Regions from separate parts of the Mus musculus genome. Here regions 1 and 3 are each linked to region 2. The links are chromatin contacts, called in public HiChIP or PLAC-seq maps. All regions are on one chromosome and are shown on one strand. The core of a region is the stretch at or near the end of the contact, and the rest is flanking DNA. Distances in the headings are between cores, read along the strand shown.

Region 1 (2,700 bases), core at 72-2,571, 96 kb after region 2:
TTCATTTTACAGTATTGGAACAGATTCATTTCCACCAGCCTGCCTAGTGTGCGTTACTCATTTCAGCATTACCTCAGAATTCAATCTTGCTGTTGGAATAGCTTTAGCTTTACAGTCTAGCCCCACGCCCTTTTTTCTCTGCATCTGTTCCCTTCCAGGTGCATTTTAAATAGTTTCCCCCATCTATGTTCAATAATTTCTGGTTCTTAAGAGAGTGGGCCCTGAACTATAGGACTCACGCTTCATATTTTGTGAGGTTTATTTTTCTGTTTACTATCTTCCATTTTCCACATACATGTATTGGTTCTCTTACAGACTTGGAAAACAGTTGTTAGTTTCAGTTCATATGAGTGCACACTTCTGTGGTCTGTTTCCCAGTAGTCGAGGAGCATACGTGTTTTCCTGTTTTTGAAGTGTATGTAGTAAAAGTCAAGCACTCAAGCTCAGTTAGCATTTGAGTTTTAATTTTGTTTTTCATAATTGGTTGCAAAATATATGATGACCTGTGATACTTTATTGATTTTCTTGTTGTCTGATCTAAAGTCTGATTTCTTTGGCAGATATGTAGACTTACATCGGCATTTGACATTTTATGTTTTGGGCAGTGGAACTTTAAATATACATAAACTCTGCTGTTTGCCTCTGTTGTGTTTGGAGGTCCCAGGATGGCTTTGTGTGTGGTCCTCACGTGATGGAGGTTGCAGACTTCTCAGCTGAGAGTGAAGAGGGTGTTGCCTTCTGGTGTCATTGTGTGTGCTGGGGTGGGATGTATCAAGAGACAGCTTTCTGTGTTACCACGCAGCAGTTAAAACGATATCACAGATGCATCACTTTGATCACATTTATGATGCATTTTTATTCGTTATTACTAAAACCTGTAAAAGAAAAAAAAAAGAAAGAAAGACGTTGGAGCTGCTGAGCTAGCTGCTCAGTGGATGCGACATTTGGTGCCAGTAAGCCTGTTGCGTTCTAATCCCTGGGACCCGTGCAGTGGCAGGAGAGAAACGGCTTCTGCAGTGGGCCTTTGTGTGCTTGCTTGTGTGCACACCCACAGACCAGTGTAACAGAAATCAGAAAGCCATAGAGAGCTAGAGAGTGACTTTCACTTGCTCTGACATTAAGATTGGGAGTAACTCATAAAAGAGAACACTGGTATATTGTATAGTATGACTGTGCCATTTCTCAGACTTAGCTGCACTGTGGTTTCTTCTGGGAACTTGTCCAAGTCATTATTCATGTTGTATTCTTCCCTACTGCTCCTTTTACTGAAAGATTGCTTCACAATAAATAGAGAGGCAGCCTAATCCATGACTCATGACTGGAGGATAGACATTCTTGTGTTAGGTTCCGTGTGCCAGAAACGTTAGTCTCCAATATGCTAATTACCGCTCTTCCCAACTTGTTAATATGCTCTTCTCAAGTTTGTGCTTGTTTTAGTAGAGAAACAAACACATCCCACATACTTGTAAAATACATTTTTATAGAGGTTTTTTTAATGAGTTGCTTTTAAAGAAAATAATGAGATTAGGATCAGAAAATCTGATATACCTTTCTTGGGCAATGTTTCTTTGACCAAAAAAAGGGGATCATTTTGCCATTTATGTGCCAGATCTTATAAATATTACTTTTATGAGTTTATGCAAGTTTTTATGAATTTTCTTCATATTACTGGAACAATTCTTTTAACAATTGTGCATAGGCACATGCATGTAGCACATCCCTATGTGTGAATGTGGGTCAGCATGTACCTTGAGTGTTGGTCCTCACCTTGCACCCCGTTTGAGAGTCTCTTTTCCAGTGCATCAGCAGTGTAGTGGCCTGTGAGCTTCTGCAGATCCTCTGCCTTTGTCTCCTAGCTGGCTGTGGGTGAACAGGGATTACAGACAATCACATAATACGTCAGGCTTTTATGAGACTTACGGGCATTTGAACTCAGGTCTTCATTTTTGCATATTTGTGTGACAGCACTTTTACCTAGTGAGACAACTTTCTCAGCTCTAGTAACTTTGTATTTTTGTTTGGAGGCAGGGTACCAAGGTCTCACTGTGTAAACCTGGCTGGTCCAGAACTTTCTGTTGTGGACTGTGTTGAACTCGAATTCTCACAGATGCTTGTACCTCGGTCCCTTCAGTGCTGAGATTAAAGTTGTGCGTCAGCACATTTGGTTTACAGTTTTTTCTTTAATTAAAAAAAGATCTGTAGCAGCTAACAATTTTTTTAAAAAGATTTTTATTTAATGTCTATGAGTATACACTGTAGCTGTCTTCAGACAACCAGAAGAGGGCATCGGATCCCATTACAGATGGTTGTGAGCCACCATGTGGGAATTGAACTCAGGACCTCTGGAAGAACAGTCAGTGCTCTTAACCACTGAGCCATCTCCCTAGCCCCAGCTGACATATTTAGCAATATAGGTTATACTGCAAAGCATAAAGTTAATAACAATGTCAGTTTGTAGGTAGATTCTGAATGAGAATTGGGGTATCTGTTTTCTTGTTTAATTTTATTAAATTTTTAGAGTAATTGTTTTCTGTCCTTTGGAAATTGTGTTCTACTAGGTATCAAGTAAGTGTCTGTGCATTGTGCCTGACATGGAGGATGTGCGGTTCATGCGAGGTTGAGTAACGTTCATTTGCTCAAGACACAGCCAGTCAGCTGAGTTCACCGTTTGTTTCACTTGCTCCTATCTCTTAGCAGCAG
Region 2 (2,700 bases), core at 11-2,510:
CCAAATCCTTCAAGGTAGAAGAGAAATGACTTCTGACAGCTGACTTCTGACCACCACATGAACTCTATGGTGCATGAGCACCAACACACACACAGCACATATACCATACACACACAGAAACACACAACACACACACAGCACACATACCACACACACACAGAAACACACAACACACACACAGCACACATACCACACACACACAGAAACACACAACACATACACACACAGAAGCACACATACCACACACACACAGAAACACACAACACATACACACACAGAAACACACAACACACACAGCACATATACCATACACACACACACACACACAACTTTTAACAGATCCTTTATCTATCTGTAGCCCCTGTAAGGCTGAAGCAGGAAGATCACAAACCAATTTGGGCTACACAGTGAGTCTCAGGCTATTCTGAGTAAAAGTGAGACCCTATGTCAGTGTGTGTGTGTGTGTGTGTGTGTGTGTGTGTGTGTGTGTGTGTGTGTGTCCATCCATCTGTAAAACACTAAGAAAAAGTAATTTACTACAGAGTGAGTTCCAGGACAGCCAGGGCTATACAGAGAAAGCCTGTTATGAAAATCAAAAAAAAAAAAAAAGAAAGAAAGAGAGAAAGAAAGAAAGAAAGAAAGAAAGAAAGAAAGAAAGAAAGAAAGAAAGAAAGAAGAAAGAAAGAAGAAAGAAAGAGAGAGAAAAGAAAAGAAAAAGAAAAGGTAATTTAAATGTTCTTGTGATTGTTGTATTTAACAGGGTTGACAGTCTCCTGAGAAATGACAAAGGTTCACTGTAAGCATAACCTTGAAGTGCTGGAATTGGCAGCAGAGTCCACAGAACAGGGCTGACTTTCTGCTCCCAAGGTCACATTCTGGATTGGTTGTGAAGAATACTAGAGATGTGAGAGATGTGTCTATACACATATAGCAGAGCATAAAGCACGACTACAAGGATCGCTCTCAATAAAGAAGCAAAAAGAAAAATACTTGGGACCTTTTTCCCACCCCATATGCGCTAGGCCAGAGCTCCACCTCTGAGCTGTACCCTGACACTATAAGCAAGCTCTTCAGCTGCTTCTGCCTGCTTCAAAAAATAGGGGAACTGGGCTGCGTAACACCAAGGCCCCATATTGCCAGCAGCCCTGTTCCTTTTTAGGAACAAAAGGATCTTGTGGTTGAGACAGAACTAACAACAGTGAGCAGAGGACAGAGACCGAACTGCAGTGTCATTCACTCGGTAATGAAATATGAGGCACTCCATCATCACCGCGACACCCACAATTACAGCAGTCTGCCAGCACTTGCTGTAAAAAGAGCTCACTGTGCTCTCAAGATAGCCCAGTACAGATGTCAAGAAGTCCCGGTTCCTATCAGGGTTCCGGTCTTCTGAGCATCCCTCCTTCCTCAGGCACTTGTCCTGATAGGACCAGTCTCCACTCTGGAGAGTGTAAACTACTGGAGGGATATAGCCTTGTTCAAATCTCTATCCCATCTTACTATACAAAATGTCTTGCAGCTAGATAATAAGTATCATCAGATGATCACATATGGAGCAAGTACATTCCACACAAAATATTCATGTTTCCTTTATGCTAATTAAATAGATGACCCACGTAACAGGTTCATCCCCCTCTAGGAAGTACTAGCGGGCTGTTTATAGACTTTTATTAAACTGCAGCACCCTGGTGGCTCAGCACAGTGAGGAATGGTCTATATTGCCTGTTAATCTTTGAGTTCAGCTCAGCGAAGATGCACTTGCTGTGTCTTGCACCTTGTAAGCCTGGTACTTCACAACAAAGATACTAAGTTAATAGTCGATGATGGTCACGATCAACAGGAAAGGGACTAGCTTGTAAGGATTCCGGATCATTGATTACTACATTCATTCAAATGTTTGTTTCCAGAAGGACACTGCTTTGGGGTAACAGGTTCTGATCTTGGTAGGAGAGCCTGCAGCCTCTCTGAGCTCATTCCAAGGAAAGCCTTCTGGTAGAGTACTTTATCTTTTTAGCGTTCTTGAAAACTAGTGAATTTGGAAGAGAATAAAATGTAAGGGATGGAGGGTGTTGGGGGAAAAATGAAGGGAAGGAAGAAAGCAAAAGAGAGAAACAAGTTTTTTATTTATTTTGTTTTGGGGTTGTGGGGATTTGTTTGTTTATTGTTTTGTTTTGTTGTTGTTTTTTTCAAGACAGGGTTTCTCTGTATAGCCCTGGCTATACTGGAACTCACTTTGTAGACCAGGCTGGCCTTGAACTCAGACATCCACCTGCCTCTGCCTCCCGAGTGCTGGGATTAAAGGTGTGTGCCACCACACCCGGCTATAAAAAAATATTTTTTTTTGGTTTTGTTGTTTTTAAAGACAGGTTTGTCTGTCCTGGAACTTGCTCTGTAGACCAGACTGGTCTTGAACTCACAGAGTTCTGATTCATCGTCACTTTGTCACTCAATTGGACATCATTTTCAAACATGGATGCTTCTATGAACTCATTTTACCTTTTTTTGTTTGAGATTAAAGGTATGTCTGCATTCCAGCTAGAGGATTAAAGCTGTGTGTTCAAGGATGAGCCACGCCACAGCTAGAAACAGTTTTGTTTGGTTTTGGGTTAACCCAAACCTGTGTTCCACTCACATTTGGCTCCAAAACAAGATAACTCTATTTCCTTTGAAGTGAGAGTTGTGAGGTGGCTGGTGGATTGT
Region 3 (2,700 bases), core at 9-2,508, 73 kb after region 2:
TTGGAGATAAATGAAGGAGAGGGAAGGAAATAAAGAGGAAATAACAAGTCGATTCTTTGTTTAGATGGTCTCCCCAGCAATAATGTTGTCTATGGATAGCTTAGCTGCCTTTTTGACACAGACACCTTATCAAATTTCCCTTTTAAATTTAATCTTGTTATAAAATGCTGCCTTTTATTTTAGGTAGTGGAAGAGAGCTGAAACGCGCGTGTCGAATGGATCTCAATTTCTTTTCGGTTTAAAAGCCATCAATATGCAGTGGGTCACATTTTTAGTAAGGCACTTTCTAAGTTCTTACAGTACTACTTTGAGGTGATGGGTTCTGAGCCTCAGACACCATAACGAATCAACGTCATGAGCAAGATAAATACCTTAAACCCCTAGGTGAGCCTCGCCATTACTGTAAAACACGCTTTACTACCCAGCAAAAACGATTGTTTTTAAAACGCTGCATTTTTGCAATCTTCCAAGCGCTTTAATTGTTCTCAGACAGATGGCTAAAGCTAGGCTACCGCACCCGCATATGTTAGGATAAAACCGACTAGAGCGCCAAGAAAAAGATGATTGGCTGTGGGCCGTAGAAGTTACACGGTTCCCCTAGCAAGAGCTGGGAAACCGCTGAATCTTCAGGTTTTGAAATACGGTTTTTGCATCGTAAAGAAAGAAGATTAACCTATCAGGAAGAACCGAGCACATCCAATTACCAATCAAGAGCGGGAAAACAGCCAAAGCCGGAGATAACCAGGCACCAAAGCGGACGTCACTCTTCAGTCTCTGCCAATAAGCCGAGGCAAGGGGCGGGGCAACCAGAGGATCAATTGCCCAAGAAAACAAACAATGTGTAGTACAACTGTCTAAACCCCAGTCCTAAGCTCCGGATGCGCCGGAATGAGCTCTAGAGCAAGGCTCTCGTGAGGTGCTTCCCGCTTTTCTAGCCTAATGACAGTCAGGGCCGGGTATCTACTTCCTAGCTCAGCAAAGGTGTCCTTCCCGCCAGCTCCCACGGGCTCGCAAAAATCCCGCTGCAACTTTGCGCTACAGTTTACAGGAACAGCAGTCGCGCGCTGAGGGGGTGGGGCGGCGGCAGAGCGCAGGCGTACATGCCTTGTGGAGGCGTGGCCCAAAAGGCCCCAGGAACTCTGGGAACTGTATTCCCCGCTCCCGAGGAGGTAGCACAACTCACGAGCCCTCTTGAACTACATTTCCCAGAATGGCTCGCGACCTTGGGGCGGGACGCTTGGTTCCTTAATGAGTTCGAGAAAGCCGCGGCGCGGCCCACCAGGTTCCAAAACAAGGAAATGAAGGGAGGAGGCGGGACTGTAGATGCCTGCGGGAGCCGCCGCCGCCGCCGCGGAGGAGGAGGAGGCGGAGGAGGTGGCTGCCGCGGCCGCCGAGGAGTCCCTTGCTGAAGGCGGACCGCGGAGCGGCGGGCGGCGCGCGCGCGCCCGAGCGACGGCTGTTGGAGAAGTGGAGCGGCGGCGGTGGAGGAGGGACTGAGTGGCGGCGGCCCCCGCGTCCCGGTTTCTCTATGGGGGAAGCAGACAATGGATTATGATTTCAAGGCGAAGCTGGCGGCGGAGCGGGAGCGGGTGGAGGATCTGTTTGAGTACGAAGGGTGCAAAGTGGGACGCGGCACCTACGGGCATGTCTACAAGGCGAGGCGGAAAGATGGGTAAGAGCGCGAGCGGGGAGTGGGCTCGTCCCGTCCCCTCCGCTGCGGAGCCCCGGAGGGCTGGGTGGGTCGGAGCTCCCGGGACGAGGCGGCGTGGGTCGCAGAGCGACGTCCCGGGGCTAACTCGGAGGCACTGGTGCTGCCGCCCCCCGCTGGCCGGTCGCGCCCCTCGAAGTCGTACGGCGCAGCCCCGTCGGGGGCGTCGGTCCCGCCTGGAGTCGCGGCTGCGTGATTAACAGCGGGCGGCGGGTGGAGACCGCGCCTGGAGGTGGAGTTTAGGGGTCTGGTCCCCGGGGACCCTCCGGAGGGCTTGGCTGAAGAGTTACCGGTTTGGCCCTGTGCTGGTGACGGTAGTGGTGGAACTTCCAATCGGCGCAGCGCCTTCCCGGGGCGGCGGTTTGAAAGCTCGCGGGGGCGCCTCCTGTCTGGTGGCGCAGCGCTTGGGGTCCTGGCTGGCCCCTTGGGTCTGACTTCCTTGCCAACCCAGACTTCATCTCTGATGTTTACCTGGGGACTTCCCGATCCTGCTCCCGATTCCCACATTTTAATATTCTGAATTCAGCACTCTGAAGGTGGACCCTGGAGAGAGATAAATTGTATATTACAAGATTTAAGTGTTCTCTGGTTGCTTATCTTTCCTGCCTCTTGGCTATCTTAGGTATAAGATATATCTTGGCTATCTAATTCCCCCCAACCCCCTTTAAGATAGGGTATCTGTGCGCCCTGCTTGGCCTGGAACGGAGAGATTCGCCTGCCTCTGCTAATCAGGTACTATCATTAAAGGCGTATGCCACCAAACCTGGTCCATTTCTCTTTTCTTCAGGAAGAAATCTTGATTTCTTCAAGTTCTTAGCCTCTGTCAAATGGCTGTGAGCTTTGGTAGTGTTTATTGAGAACCTAGACCACCAAGAACAGAAAACGGAGTGACAGGCTTGAGCCTGGATTGCCGTTTCCTTAGTTGAGGGGATCTGTAGGAATCTCTTGGGAAGTCTTTATGGATTGTTATATCAGTAAAAGACAAGTTGATA

What was found. HiChIP or PLAC-seq counts read pairs in DNA pulled down with a chosen protein or histone mark.
Region 1: a contact with region 2 is called in an H3K4me3 HiChIP or PLAC-seq map of bone marrow-derived macrophages, with 2.6 times the contacts expected there. The contact joins two enhancer-like sites. A contact is called at or near these places in 17 of 484 Hi-C or Micro-C datasets (B cells, CD4 T cells, the G1E-ER4 cell line and 13 more), 6 of 115 datasets of contacts at active chromatin or transcription factors (the NIH/3T3 cell line, bone marrow-derived macrophages, embryonic stem cells and 2 more) and 4 of 9 other capture datasets (adipose tissue, embryonic stem cells, liver and 1 more).
Region 3: an H3K4me3 HiChIP or PLAC-seq map of bone marrow-derived macrophages shows a contact between it and region 2, with 2.5 times the contacts expected there. The contact joins the promoter of Cdk19 here to the enhancer-like site in region 2. A contact is called at or near these places in 1 of 39 promoter capture datasets (macrophages), 1 of 15 datasets of contacts at CTCF or cohesin (the NIH/3T3 cell line), 65 of 484 Hi-C or Micro-C datasets (the 63-12 cell line, the AML12 cell line, B cells and 41 more), 16 of 115 datasets of contacts at active chromatin or transcription factors (the HPC-7 cell line, the NIH/3T3 cell line, bone marrow-derived dendritic cells and 10 more) and 5 of 9 other capture datasets (adipose tissue, bone marrow-derived macrophages, liver and 2 more).

The regions. Positions count from the first base shown.
Region 1 is chr10:40,371,305-40,374,004 of GRCm38.p6, forward strand. The region is part of intron 1 of Cdk19 (cyclin-dependent kinase 19); the gene reads left to right. Among named protein-coding and RNA genes, the nearest start is that of Cdk19, 23 kb to the left of the region's middle. Within about 2 kb of position 1,322, at least 256 of the 459 cell types and tissues checked have an H3K27ac peak or open chromatin away from gene starts, as enhancers often do. A contact at or near this core is called in the G1E-ER4 cell line, Th1 cells, bone marrow-derived macrophages and 1 more, where this site is marked.
Region 2 is chr10:40,274,956-40,277,655 of GRCm38.p6, forward strand. No RefSeq gene overlaps it. Among named protein-coding and RNA genes, the nearest start is that of Rnu3a, 18 kb to the left of the region's middle. Within about 2 kb of position 1,261, at least 93 of the 459 cell types and tissues checked have an H3K27ac peak or open chromatin away from gene starts, as enhancers often do. A contact at or near this core is called in ECoMG myeloid progenitors, the G1E-ER4 cell line, the HPC-7 cell line and 8 more, where this site is marked.
Region 3 is chr10:40,348,050-40,350,749 of GRCm38.p6, forward strand. Cdk19 (cyclin-dependent kinase 19) reads left to right here and starts at 1,259. Exons shown (of 13, transcript NM_001168304.1): 1 at 1,259-1,672. The coding sequence starts at 1,545.